Regions from separate parts of the Gossypium hirsutum genome. Here region 2 is linked to region 1. Evidence: chromatin contacts called from public Hi-C data. All regions are on one chromosome and are shown on one strand. Each heading gives the region's core, a stretch centred on a gene start, on an enhancer-like site or on the middle of the called end of the contact. The rest is flanking DNA. Distances are from core to core; before and after follow the strand shown.

Evidence for each region. A called contact is a pair of places that touch in the nucleus more often than the background predicts.
Region 2: a contact with region 1 is called in a Hi-C map of leaf, with 3 times the contacts expected there. The contact joins the enhancer-like site here to the promoter of LOC107936467 in region 1. A contact is called at or near these places in 10 of 34 Hi-C or Micro-C datasets (callus, leaf and petal).

The regions. Positions count from the first base shown.
Region 1 is chrA09:29,078,344-29,085,944 of Gossypium_hirsutum_v2.1, reverse strand. LOC107936467 (pentatricopeptide repeat-containing protein At2g29760, chloroplastic) reads left to right here and starts at 4,191. Exons shown (of 1, transcript XM_016869195.2): 1 at 4,191-6,199. The coding sequence starts at 4,284. The coding sequence ends at 6,077.
Region 2 is chrA09:29,403,333-29,410,933 of Gossypium_hirsutum_v2.1, reverse strand. No RefSeq gene overlaps it. Among protein-coding and RNA genes, the nearest start is that of LOC121206865, 25 kb to the right of the region's middle. Within about 2 kb of position 4,158, at least 1 of the 9 cell types and tissues checked has an H3K27ac peak or open chromatin away from gene starts, as enhancers often do. A contact at or near this core is called in leaf, where this site is marked.

The DNA of each region.
Region 1 (7,601 bases), core at 2,942-5,441:
ATTTTCTGCTGCGTTTTCCAAACCCATTTTTCCAACAAGAAGAATACTTGGGATTTCTTTTTATTCACCTTTTGACTAAAGAAAGGGCAAAATAAACTTAGAATTCCTTTTACTTTAGATACTTGAACCCTGTTAGCTTCGCAAAAGAGAAGGAGATCTTCTACAAATATTAAATAAGATAGAACAGGACCCCTTCTTGATAGATATAATGGTGACCAACTTCCACGTTTTACAGCTTTGTCGATGAGATGTCCCAATCTATCTACACATAACACAAAAAGATAAGGTTACAGAGGATCACCTTGCCTTATTCCTCACATTGGAAAAAATGCATTAGTGGCTGAACCATTCCACAAAATCTGAAACGACGTAGAAGACACAATTCATGATTACAGTGATCAATAATGGAGGCAAGCCTACTTCATAGATTGTATCCTCTAGGAAATCCTATCTAATTTTATCATAAGCCTTCTCCAAATCTATCTTAAGGGCCATTCCAAGCTTGTTACCTCTAAATCCTCTCAAAAAGTATATAGCTTCCTGAGCTATAACAATATTATCCACAATACTTCTCCCTAGGACGAAACTAGCTTGATTTTGTGACGTAACTTTCACCATCAAATGTCTCAACCTATTGACCAGCACCAAAAGTGAAGATCTTATACACCACATTACATAAGCTTATAGGTCTTAATTGGTTAATTCTTTCTGGACCCTAAATTTTAGGTAACAACACTATCAAAGTTCTATTCAAAGTAGGCTCTAATGACTTACCATCCAAAATTTGACGCACAAGACAGCAACTTGATTGGCCTACAATATCCTACTTAGATTGCTAGAATTTAGCATGAAAACCATCTATACTAGAGGATTTCAAAGGAGACATACCAAAAACTACCATGTGTATCGTAGAAACAGTGAGGAGCAAACCATCTTTATTGACCGAGGTAATTTTAGGAAACGCACCATGAAAAGGTAATACCCCACGAACTGAATAATTTATGGAATACAGATCCTTGAAAAACTCCATCGCATGCTTTTTCAGCTCTTCCCCATCAAAAACCCATTCATTTCCAATTTTGATCCCATCTATCTTGTTTCGCTTTTTTCTTGCCAAAGTACACTTGTGGAAAAAACTAGTATTTCTAACTCCACAATTGAGCCATTTCATTCTTGAATTTTGGAACCATAGGAGCTCCTCATGCTTTAGAACTTCCTCTAACTTCTGCAGAATATCCAATTACTGTTTCTAAAGTCTGACCAATATTCTTAAGTCAAGAATTTTCTGCACCTGATTCAGTTCAGTAAGTAAACTCTATTTCCTTACAAATAAATTCTCATAGAATTTTTTATTCCAATCTTGAATTGCAATTTGAAATCTCTCCAACTTATTCATGATCCCCTCATCATTCCTTTAATGTTGTTTGATAAGTAATTTAAAATCAACATATGCAACATCTAGCTATCAAGACATCTAAAAGGTCTATAACCCTTAGTAAGCTCGGGTTTAAAAGATACCAAGACTGGTCTATGGTCAGATTTCAAATGATAGAGGTTGTGTATCAAACAATTAGGAGCATAAGAGTTCCATTCAGAATTACAAATAGCTCTGTCAAGCCTCTACGATAAAAAACCCTTGCTCTACATAAATTTGGGACCACTATAACCCAAATCGCGCAAGCTATTGCTAAAAATGAATTCTTGAAACCATTTACAGCCAACCCGCGAAATTGACGCTCCCTCAATTCTATCTAAACCATCCAAAATAGAATTAAAGTCGTTGGCGATCAACCACGGATCTTTAATTGATTCAGCCATGATATTAAGAACTTTCCAAAGGCCCTTCCTCGTTCTCGACTGTGGGCTAGCATAAAATGCAGTACGTAAAATACAAAGATCCTTGCACATTCATGATTCGCATATGCACCAATTGGGGAGTAAAACATACAATGTCCACCGCAATCGATTCATTCCATAAGATCTAAATACCTCCTACAAAACCGTTTGCTTCAATCCGAAATGATCTATTCATACCAATTCATGAAACAATTTTATCAATTTAATCACCACTAGTCTGAGTTTCGAAAAGACATATGACATCTAGATGTACTTCTTTCCTATAATCAGAAACGAAATTATGAAAGCGGGGGTAACTCGCACCTTGACAGTTCCAAAAAATAAGTTTTGTATCCATAAATATAAAAAGTGATAAAACCCCTCAACAAGATAGAATCAACAGCTAGTTTCGGCACTAATTGAATCCATACCTCCAAACTGCTCAGTTACCATGGTTGTATTGACTTGCAAACTGATGCTAGCAGGATCTCTATCTAATCCACCCACAATTTCTTCCATGGCTACCTCTACTGCTACCTCTACGTCTATTATTTCTATTTCTAGATCAACAAATGAACTATCTGGTAGTTTCTTCCACTATTCATTTCCTTCCACAAAGATTGAGGGATTCGAATCCAGTGTAACCTCTCCAACAAATCCAGTTCCAAAATAGAACAATCCTTTTTCCTTACCCACCATCATACCCATTAATTCTTTGCCTGACAATACAACAGACTGTTGTGTACCACCAAACTGAATGGCCTGGTGATTTTTAGCATTTAGATGATTCGAAATCTGAACGGGATTGAAACCTCCCACATCAATCACCTTCTCCACCTTATCACGGGCTATAGAGGAGCCATTATCAAATTTTTTCTGGTTGAGCCCAGGTGTTTCCCCATTGGAATTAATGGGTTTCAAAATTTTTAGCCCAACTTTAGGCCTATGTTCTCCTTTACCTTTCCCATTCGGCCCCATCTTCCTAATCTCATTTGCTCCCTTAACCATCGTTTTTTCCATTCGATCTCCTACATTAAAAACCCCAATGAAGCATTTAATCCCTCCTGCATCATATCTTCAACCTGCCCACTAAATACGTCTTAATTTAATCTATCTTCCTTTCCCAGAATTGAAAATCTAGATCCTCCTTGATTGGCTCTTTGGCCACCGTTTCTAGGTTCACTGTTGCTCCGGGCCTTTCCCCAATGACGCCTCTCAACCAACATCCAAGGGCCAAAGGCCTCTTCCTCCACTCACTTCTAGATACCCGATGAAACCCCAACTGTTCCTAACGATTCATTTTCCTTGCCCGGTTACGGTTCTTTCGTGCCAATGCAACCTTCAGAGCTATAGTTGTATAAACCACACTGAAAATAGACGTTTCATAATGATTCATACTCAACCCGCTATAATTGACCATTGATTCTCACCTTTGAAATTAACAGTTTCTGCAAATCAACACAGACCGCTAATCTAGTAAAATGACCCCTCCTTGCAAGATTTGTATTAATATTGAGTTTGATAACCGATCCAATAATCTGCCCAATAGCTCTGAGCAAGACCTTTGAGTAGAACCCTTCAATTAAACCTAGTAATCTAATCCAAACAACTTGAACACTCATATCAGCATTAGTGGATGAAAAATCTAGAGACCATGGACGAACCGTCAAATAATTACCATAAACAACCCAAGGGCCTCCTATTAAAACATTGTTGTAATCATCTGTATCATCAAACTAAACCAAGTAAAACTCATTCTCCAAATCCGAGTTGGAATGAGCCTTTGTGTTTCCACATAATCGTAATCTTGTTGCTAAGTGCGTTAAACCCAATTTTGGACCCTAAAAGCTTGACGATCATAGTTCTTGACATTTTATGCTCAATAAATTTGTGAACACGATCCGAAAAGGTAATCAATGGAACTCCGTCCACCATTTCCGTAACCATGCCCCATCTTGCAGTTCAAATCCTTCTTTTATTCTAATGTGTTGTCCTGCCTCATGGACATCCCTTATTAGCGTTGCCTTATATGAGATTCTGGTTGTATCCTGATTTTGGATTTGCTAACTATCTCCATCAACTATTGGATCATCCGCTTCTTGTGATGACTTCGATTGCCTTTTCATTTTCTTAGTTGCTCTCCCAATGCCGGTATTAGGCCTGCCACCATTATCGCTCACCATTGCCAATATCCCAAGCTAAAAATTACCCTAAAAATATTTATTTTAAAAATAATATATTATTAACTAATAAAATAATTAATCTATAAAATAATGAATTAAGCCAACAAATTTTAATACTAAAATGAGGAAACAGGTATACTTCGGGTGCCAAATCATACATTAAGGCTAAAAATGATGGCAAGATATAAGAAACAAGTTCATACATCGTGAGCCTACTACAAGAATTTGACTCCAAATATTCTGCTACTTGAACCTCCGCTGTTCATGAAACTCGCAAGACCCATTTCGCGACGTGTCACCAGCTTCTCGTCCGGTTTAAAACCAGATCGAGTAACCAAGAATCCTCTGTCTATCACCGTCGCTAAAGAGCTTCACGCGTATTTAATCAAGACCCACCGCCACGATGATTCCTCTTCAATATCTTCCGTTATCAGAGCTTACTGTCTTGATCCCTTTCATTTGCACAAAGCCTATCTCGTTTTCAATCAAATTAAACTACCCACTTTGTTAAACTTTAATCTCATGATCCGTGGTTTTTCCCAGAGTACCCAACCCATTGAAGGTATTAAAATCTATTACAAAATGTACTGTTTCCACGGTTTTTCTGGTGATAATATCACTTTTATTTTTGTTTTCAAGGCCTGTGCTCGAGTTATAGATATTAAAACCGGTCAAAAGTTTCATGTTCATGCTGTGAAACGAGGGTTTGATTCCTATTTATTCGTTGCAAATGCGTTGATTCATATGTACTCTAGCTGTGGTGATTTGGATTTTGCGAGGAAAGTGTTTGATACAATGGGGAAAAGAGATTTAGTTTCTTGGAATTCTTTGATTTGTGGGTACAGTCAATGCAAAAAGTTCAAGGAATTGTTGGGTTTGTTTAACGCAATGCAAGAAGCTAATGTGAAAGCTGATGCTGTGACAATGGTGAAAGTTATTTTAGCTTCTTGTTATACAGATAACATGGGTTTGGCAGATTCTATGGTTAAATATATTGAGGAAAATTGCATTCATATTGATGTTTATTTGGGTAACACTTTGATAGATATGTATGGAAAACGTGGTTTGGTTAATTTAGCACGGGAAGTTTTTGATAGAATGCCTGAGAGAAATTTAGTGTCTTGGAATGCATTGATCAAGGGGTACATAAAAGCAGGGCAAGTTGTTGAAGCAAGGAAGGTTTTTGACAACATGAAGCAAAGGGATGTGATTTCTTGGACTTCCATGATTACAGGTTACTCTCAAGTTAACCAATTTAAAGATGCATTGAAGCTTTTCCAAGATATGATGGCTGCAAAGGTTACACCTGATGAGATTACAGTGGCTACTGTTCTTTCTACTTGTGCCAACTTGGGTGTTCTTGATGTTGGACGGGCAGTTCATGACTATATCTGCAAGCATGGTATACGAGCCGATGTTTATGTTGGAAACTCCTTGATTGATATGTATTTCAAGTGTGGTGTGGTTAAGAGCGCTTTGGAAGTATTCCATGATATGAAAGAGAAGGATTCTGTTTCATGGACTTCAGTTATCTCAGGACTTGCTGTTAATGGTTTTGCTGATTCTGCACTTGAATATTTCTCACAGATGTTGAAAGATGGTGTTGGGCCAACTCACGGGTGCTTTGTTGGGATTTTGCTTGCCTGCACTCATGCTGGATGGGTAGATAAAGGGTTGGAATTTTTTGAAAGTATGGAAAAAGTTCATGGACTAACCCCTGAAATGAAGCATTATGGCTGTGTTGTGGATCTTTTAAGTCGTTCTGGGTATCTAGAAAGGGCCTACGAGTTCATTAAGAAAATGCCTGTACATCCAGATGTGGTACTGTGGAGGATATTGTTGGGTGCATGTAAGCTTCATGGAAATGTAGTCTTAGCTGAGATTGCCACAAACAACCTTATTGAACGGGATCCTTCTAACAGTGGAAATTATGTTCTCTTGTCAAACACTTATGCAATCTCAGATAGATGGGATGCTGCTACGAAAATGAGACAGTTGATGGAGGGGAACAATGTGCAGAAGCCTTCTGGTTGGAGCTCCATTCAAGTAGATAGATGACTTGAATTGTTATTTACTAATTTAATCTTTAATAGAATACACAAAAATTAACAACTTTTTTTAACCCAGCATTTGGCCTATTAATTAAGGATATACACCATACCCTAAGGTCATTGAATTGATTTGCAGATCGTGTCTGTATCTGTGTGATGGTTTAAATGGGTGCTTCTAACGTGGTGCCCCCCCGCGCGGGGGGGGGGGGGGGGAGTAGGTTGGGGTAGTAAGGGTTCCCACCTCAACTTTTTAAACCTTTTTTTTTACTATGGAGTTATTTATTCTCAAAATTGATAAAATTGGATTTGGTCCCTTTATTACTATATATTTTTTATAAATTAAATATTATTGAAAAATTAAATGTTAAAAAATTAAGTGTTGAATTTAAGTTATAAAATATGTTTAGTATTTTAGTTAAAATTAAATATTGAATATAATTATGTTGTTTGATAAATGATAATATAATCTTAATTGAAATAAAATAAAACTAGAATTCATTAAATTTATTTTTTATTAAGTGATAAGAAAGCCTCTATCTACTTATCATTTTCTATACTTTTTGTTAAATAAATTCTATTTAATAGTTTTCAAAGTAGGTTATTAAATGTGCTTAAAAAATGTAATTGTTGAAAATATGAATTTTCAATTAATTAAATTTTTCAACACTTTATCAAACATAATTATCTTTGCATTCTCTGAAAAGTTTAAGTTTAGAAACCTGTCTGTAGTTGAGTTCATTGTATTCAGTCAACTCCTACATTTGCTTAGCTCTCTGGTAAATACTTATGAACCCTAAGTTATTTTCATAATTATTTATGTATTTTTAACTCTGCATGCAAAAGTATCAGATTAGTATCTAAGGAAGGAAGCTTCTTGATTCTATGTTAACTGTTAATGTTTCTTGCATGCATGTTTGTTTTCAATGGTGTAATGATATGATAAGTTTAGTTATTTATATTTTAGCTCAAGACACTATAGAAGGTCCTAAAGATAAAGGCAAGGTTCTGCTATATAGACTTTGTTGTATTTCTGGTGACTTCCTTCATACTTCCATGTGTGTAGTATTCTTAGTTTTATATTTTGTGTAAGGTAAATACTTATGCTCTGTAAAAGTGAAGTGTGCGTATATGAAAAGTGGTTGTTCAGAGTTGTCACTTTGGGTCTACAATGATTGTGTTAAAGAGTAAGAATTATTCTTCATGCTTGAGCCATTACCTTATACTTCTAACAAGAATGATATGGACTAAAACATGGAAATGATGTTAAGGAAAACTATTCATGGTGATGCATTCAATGGAATGTACATTGAATTGGCAGATCGCGATACATGAAAATGTTTGTTTATCCTCTGGTTGGGCAAATGTATATTGCAAACTAGATTGACAAATAATGACAAAGTTTATGAACAAAGGAATATGAATGAAATATATTATATGAATCTGAATAAGGATTTGGGTATGTGGCTGCCATGAAAAAGGTTTATTTATATGGTCATATTGGGAGTAGTGTATACGCCAAAGGAATAGTAAA
Region 2 (7,601 bases), core at 2,909-5,408, 330 kb before region 1:
GAGATGTTACAAATTTTAGGAGGATTGAAGCCGTCAAGGAACATGCTTGTTGATGAGCAAATGACAATGTTCTAACATATCTTTCTCATCACCTTAAAAACTGAGTTATCAAGCATCACTTTAATAGGTCTAGGAAAACTGTTAGTAGATCATCTCACAATGTTTTAAATGTTGTCATATGTTTAGAAGATATGTTATTTAAAAAGGCAAAGCCAATTTTAGCTAATTTTATATACCCAAGGTGGAAATGGTTCAAGGTATTAGAGTGAGTTCTATATATAGCTTGTACATAATTCAGTTGATTTAGATTTAAATATAGTATCCTATCCTGAGGTTTTATACACGTGATTTAGAATTCCTTAGGTGCTTTAGATAGAACCCACATTAAGATTACAGTTCCAAAAGTTGATAAACCTAGATATCGAACACAAAAAGGTGACATAGCAACAAATACGTTAAGTGTTTGTACACCTAATATGTATTTTGTTTATGTTCTTCTTGGTTGGGAAGGTTCTGTTACTGATGGACAAGTTCTTCGAGATGCCATTACTAGGAGACATACACTAAAAGCTTCTCATGGTAAAGTGCAGAATTGGAGGAATTTGAATTAATTTTTAAGATCATACTTTTTTGGGAAAGTTAACCATGATAAATAGTTTTTTTTTCTTTTTTATAGGTTGTTATTATCTAGTTGATGATGATTACAAAAACTATGAAGAATTTCTTGTGACTTTTAGAGGACAAAGATATCATTTGAATGAGTGATGTCAAGGTTACCAACCAAGTACTCCAGAAGAACTTTTTAATATGAAACATTCTTCAGCACACAATGTTATTGAAATATGCTTTGGGTTATAAAAGCCTAGATAGGGGATACTTAGGAGTCCATCATTCTATCCTATGAGGTATGAGGGTGCATAATAAAATCATTATTGCATGTTGTTTGCTCTATAATATTATTTAAACTTATATGAGTCTTGATCCTATTGAAGTGGATTTGGTAAAAGGTTTACCTATTAATGCGATATATGGTGATGATCCGAATATCATAAATATTTATCCATCAGATGCATGGGTTATTTGGAGGATGGAACTACCCAATCAAATGTTTTATGAATGGAAAGCATCTAGAAATTAATTAGGTTTATTAAAACATAGTAGAAGGTTAATTTGTTTATGTTATTTCATGTATCTAGTTTACAAAACTTTGGTTCTGCTTGAATTGCCTTTATGTATTGTACTGGACTTGTTCAATTGTAACTTTAATTTATTTTCTTTTGATTCGTCATGTGTTATAATTTTATAAAGTGCTGACCTTCTAATTCATAATATCAAACCTAATTTTAATTTACACTTTTTTCTTAAGATAGTTATGTCAAGCTTTTCACAATTAAATACTTTTTTCCAAAATTCTCGAGGAATAAAAAGGAAATGGGTTCCAGAAGAAAATGTTGTGTTGGTTGCCTGTATGGTCGACTTGCACAATGTTGGAACCTTTAATGCAACTAGAAAGAATGTTAGAAAAAGTTTTACCTCATGCTATGTTGAAAGCCAAACCTAATCTTGAATCGATGATTAGGACACTGAAAAGGGATTGGGCAATCGTTTACGACATGCTCATTGGAAAAGACAATAGTGGCTTTGGTTGGGACGAGCATAGACAGATGATTGTTGCTGAAGATATTGTGTAGAACTCATATATAAGTATAAGAATTATTTCCTATCTTTATTATCTTGTTTTGACTAAACTTATATCTAATGTGGATTATTTTTTTTATAGAGTCATAAACCAGCCAGTCAATTCAGACATTGTAGTTTCCCTCTTTATGACCAATTTACTTCCATATATACAAAATATCGAGCCACTGGGAAAGATGTTCAAACAACTGCAGATATTGATGAAGAAGTAGATGTTGAGGATGTACCTACTGTAAAGAATTTTGAAGAAAGAAACAATTATATGCAAAGATGATGTTTCCTTGGACAATATGGATGTCTCGTCTACACAATCGTAAACGTCGAAGCCAAACCAAGATGGTTCCACATTTTCAAAGAAGAAATACAAAGATTTATTCTTTGAGTGAAAAAAATTTATACTTTATTTACTAATGTTGCCACGTTATTGGGGGAAACATAAAGACTATTGGCTTTAAATTAAGTAGGAGCATTGCCTCCAGAATGCTAATTCAATGGAAGTCAGAAACGGTTATTCAAGAAAGTGCCCAAAAATTATATTTGGCCTTATGTGAAGTAGAAGGATTAACTGAGGATGAGCACTATCATGCATTAAGCAAAGTTCTAGATCATCCAATGCAAATGCTTGTTTTCTTTAGTCTACCTTCTTCTGTGCGATTGGAATGGGTGAGAAAATTTATTTATGACCATTAAAAACCATGGTTGTGTTGGTGGTGTTTCGATAACTTTTTGTATATGTAATATTTGGATGGTATAATGACATGATAGAATGCCACACACTATTGCAACTTTTTGATGTTGTAAAATTTAACATATAGATTATGACATATAAGTTAATGACATCATGTAACTTTTTGTTAAATGTATGAACATTATGTTTGGATGTAAAATATAATTCTTAAGCTATTTATTATTTCTAATCTTTTGCTTTTTAGTTTAGAAGATAATTAAATTATTTGTTTCACTAATGATATTTTAGCACATTAAATATGCATTGTAGTTTAAAAATAAAAAAGTAGGTTATATATTATTTTTCTAATATTATATATTATGATTTTTATTAATTCATATTTTAATAATAACTATATTAAGAATGTTATTAAATTATATATTATTTTATTAAATTATATTTAATTATAATCTTATTAAAATTTAATAACAATAACAATAATCTACCTAAAAAAATTATGCTAAGGGTACTTTGGTCATTTAAGCTTTTTTTCTTATGCTATTACAACATTTATTCCATTCAATCAAATACAAAAATACTATTACAGCTCTATTTCATTTCATAAAACCAAACAATTAAATTACTGATTATAATGCTATACTCCGTTCACAAACCCAACGTGGGTTTAAGGTATTCATAACTAAACTTTCAACTCATTTAAGGCATTCATAAAAAAGATATAATATTAAATCTACTAACATCTTTTCCCATTTTATATTAACCATGCATGAAACACTTGGAAGGCTATAAATATCTACTATTTCTTTATGTTTAAGCTGATTCATCTAAAGTTATAAACCAGTTAATTATCCAATTATTATTTTTAAGGAATTTTTATATTTAATATATTGTTTTTCAATTAATATCATCTTAAGTGGGCTCACCCCTTAAACAGGTTCTATTTGTAACATTGATTTAATTGAAAGAAAGAAAGATAATAGGGAAGAGATGCAGGAGCGATGATTAGTAAAATTTCAACTACTCCCTTTTATCCCTTTTTTCCTTTTCCGTCATTTAGGCTCCTCTCTTTACTTTTCCTTTATTTATTTATTAACACATTACTTCTCCCTTGTAATGATTGCCATTGACCACTATTTTCTTTTCCACTTTTCCTCGAGGACCTCCACCATACATCATATCATCACATACTATAAATATTTCCAATTAAATAATATAACTTATTTATATATTTAATTTTATATAAACATCTCAATTAAATATTAATCTAGTCAATATCGTTCTTCTTGTAGAAGCTTAAATATCCTGAAAATATAAACACTTAATTTTATTTTAATTTTTTAATTTATTGTGCTTTGATTTGATTTAATTGTATTTATCTCAGCTTTTGAAAATAAGTTAACTTTTTAATCTAATTTTAGAATTAAATTAAATATCAAATGAATTTTAGAATGAGATTTAAAAGGTTAATTTTAAATTAGAGATTGAGATTGATTTTTGAATTTTCGAATTAACTTGATACTTAATAGAATTTAGCATTTGTATTTTATTTTAAAATAAATTAATTTTGAAGTTAATTAATAAAATAATTTCATTTTAATTGGACCTTTGAAAATTGCTTTTGAGGAATAGAAAAACAAAAATTAATTTGTTTTTGGAATTGAAATTATATTGTTTTCAATTATTTGATCCAAAAGGTCCAAAGTCCAAATTCCTGCCGAGCCTAGGTCCACATTCAAATTTTGGGCAAATTTTTATTCCTGGACAATTTTATGTTTCGACCTGATTTTTGGAGTCCAAAGCAATTTTTAGAGGCCCATTTTGGTTTAGCTACCGCCATTCCGTGTGTCTCTCTATATATAATTTTCTTTTTCTTTTTCTTTTTTTTGTTATCTCTTATATATCCAATTTTCGCGAATACAAAACAAATAAAAGATTTTCAGCATTCAGATTTGGTTAGGGATTGTTTTGGCGTTTATTTATATTTGTATTAATTTTTTTTGTAGTTGTATTTATTTATAAAATTAGACTTTGGAACATAACAATAATTATTTTCAACAAAATAAAATCTATAATTATTTAAATAATTTATTTGATTTTTTACTGAAAGGTAATTTTTTAGAACAAATAAAAATGATAGGATCTAATTTTTTAATTTTAGTAAAAATAATTTCTTTATTTTTTAAAAGGTTGGAAACAATGAGGACTTAAATTGTAATTTAGGAATGTTGAGTACCTTTAAATAATTTAACAAAACATGGATAAGTCGAAAAAGGAAATTGCCTATTCACAAAAGCTAGAAGTTTCTATTGTATTGTCTTAAATTCATTTTAGATTATTCTAATTGAATAAATGAATATCTTCTTCTTGTTTATTTATTTTCAAAATTATTATTGCAATTTATCAAAAAATTAGAAGTAAGCTTATTCATTTAAATAAGTGAATATAATGTTTGAGATTAAAAAAATAATTTATATATAAATATTAATTTAAGAAAATAATCGTGTAATGGTTACAAAATACGTTAATTAAGATTTTATTTTAATTATTATTATTTAAAATATTATTTTAGATTTGTAATTAAATAGCAATTTTTTATTGATATCATCACCTCCATAATTTTAATTAATAACAAAAGTAATTATTTTAAATTTTAAATTTATAAATAATATATATTTGAAATAATATTATTTAAAAATATTCAAATATTTAATATTTTTTTATAAACTTAAATTTTGATCCATTAATATGATGTTTTTAATTGTTAAAATTTTATCAATTTTATAAAACCCAGGAGAGTTTGTAATTATGTATTCTAAATATTTAAATTATTGATATTATTCATATAATGTATTATAATTTTAATATTTTATTTTATTTTTAAAATACAAAAAATGAGTATGCCACATATTAATAAATTAAATCTCGATGTTACCAAGATTTTGTAATATATATAAGTATGATTTAGATGTAAACCACTACCATTAAGTTGAGCAACCTTAATACCTAATAAATAATGAAGTAGCCTCATATCCTTGAGCAAAAATTTAGTGTGTAACCGATGAACAAAGACATCAATTTCTGTATCTGAATCACCAGTGATGATTATGTCGTCCACATACCAACACATACAAACAAAATGTATCAGTAACACGAACAAATAATGACTCATCAGACTTAGAAAGCTTGAACCCGACTAAAAAAAGAAGTGCTTTCAACTTGTCAAACCACGCTCTCGGAGCATGTCGTAACCCATACAATGCTTTATTCAATCGAAAAACTAGTTGTTGTCCATTCACATCAGTTTGAACATAATTTAACATAACTTGGAGGTTGTTGCATGTACACCTCCTCCATCAAATCACTGTTAAGAAATGCACTGTTCACATCCACCTGTCACAACTGCCGTTGTTTAGTGCCAATAAAAGAAAGAATAGTATAGATCGTAGTCAGCTTGACGGCCGGAAGGAATCTCTCCCGAAACTCACATCCATGTACTTAAGAACACGCTCTAACAACCAATCTCCCTTCTCGCAGAGCCATATCGCCATCCGGATTGCATTTTACCTTAAAAATCCACTTGCAACTAATTAACTTACGACCTGGAGGTGATGGAATCAATGTCTAGGTGTTATTACAGATCAAGGTATCATATTCCTCTTAAGTAGCCTACCTCCACTCACTGCTAATAGACACTTTTTCAATAGAGTGAGATTCTCAAACATCAAGCTCAATGCCTGACCACCTCCAGACGTACTAACATCTAGAGTGTGAATACTGCAATCAAATATAAGACTTAGGCGGTTTTCGCAAGTAACGAGTCAGGTTGTAATATAGTTACAACGAAGTAGGTAAGTACTCTAAGGGTCGTACCTAAGGAAGGCAAAACTAAACTAATCCTAATTTCTACGATAATGGGTCTAATTAGTAATTTGATTAAACTATACTATGATTAAGCCTAAAGTGATGGAAAATACTAATTTATTAAAAATATTAAAAGAACATAAAAATAACTAGGGAAAATAATTTATAAATTTTATCACATCTATGATAAAAGACTAACTCGTTTCGATGTTCATAGCTAACTTCCTATTTCGGGATCTATGTAATCAACTAGTCATTAACCTAGCAGGACCTCTCGGCCTTCCACTAACCTGATGAGTCAGCAAGAACTACTTATCTCTCGACCTCATAGTCTAGACCGGATTGGGGTAAGGTTTTCATAAATAGATAATACTAATTTTGGGTTTATTCCTACCTATTTGACTTCCTAGGGTCGTCAAGCCTAGGGTTTTAAGCTTTTCCTACCCCAACCAGCTGATCTGCTAAGAGACCATACATAGAAGTTAATTACTCTCACATCCACTCATTAATCTCCTATTAATGGATTAGTTCCCTATGGATCTAGTAAACATCATAAACTTGATTAAAATGATAGACATAAAGAATACATCAATAAGAGAGTTTAAGAAGAATCCTGATATATTGATAATAGTGCAAACAGTAATCCACAAAGAGTTGATTGATCCATAAATTGAGTTCCGTGAATAACGAAATAAGAACTAAAATAGAATTACAAATGAAGAGAAACCTAAGTACAAAATAAACTAAAGAGAAACTATAAATAAAACAAATTGAAAGTCGTAAACTAAAACTTGAATAATAATTGTCTATAAAGTGATTTGAGCTATCTATTTATGGGCTTAGGGTTGGTCGTTTTCCATTGACCTAATTCGGCTAACGTTTTGCATTAAAGTTTGTTGTGCGGGCTAAAACACTATTGATCCATAAATTCATCTCATCACGTCAGTGTCGTAACACTGATGGCAGTTTATGGGCTAAGGCTTGACTATAGGGCTGTGTCGCGACACTAAAGGAAGTTTTCTCCTTTTGAGTACTTTCTTTATTATGTTGCGACATCGACGCTCCGTGTTGCAACATCACGACCGGTCTCGTGTTCCTATGCCTCCGAATGACGTCCTGCACACTTACTAAAAATGTTAGACTACTTTGGCCCCCAAGGTCATATAAATGACTCAAATTACACTTTTTATTATCTATGAACTAAAAAATGAAAAATAAATAAAAACATAACTAAATTGCTTTTATACGAGCTCTTTAAGTATGAAAAAAAGTCTAATCTACTACAACAAATTGTGGCAAATTGAATTCCCCCACACTTAGGTCATTGCTTGTCCTCAAGTAAGAAAACATAAAA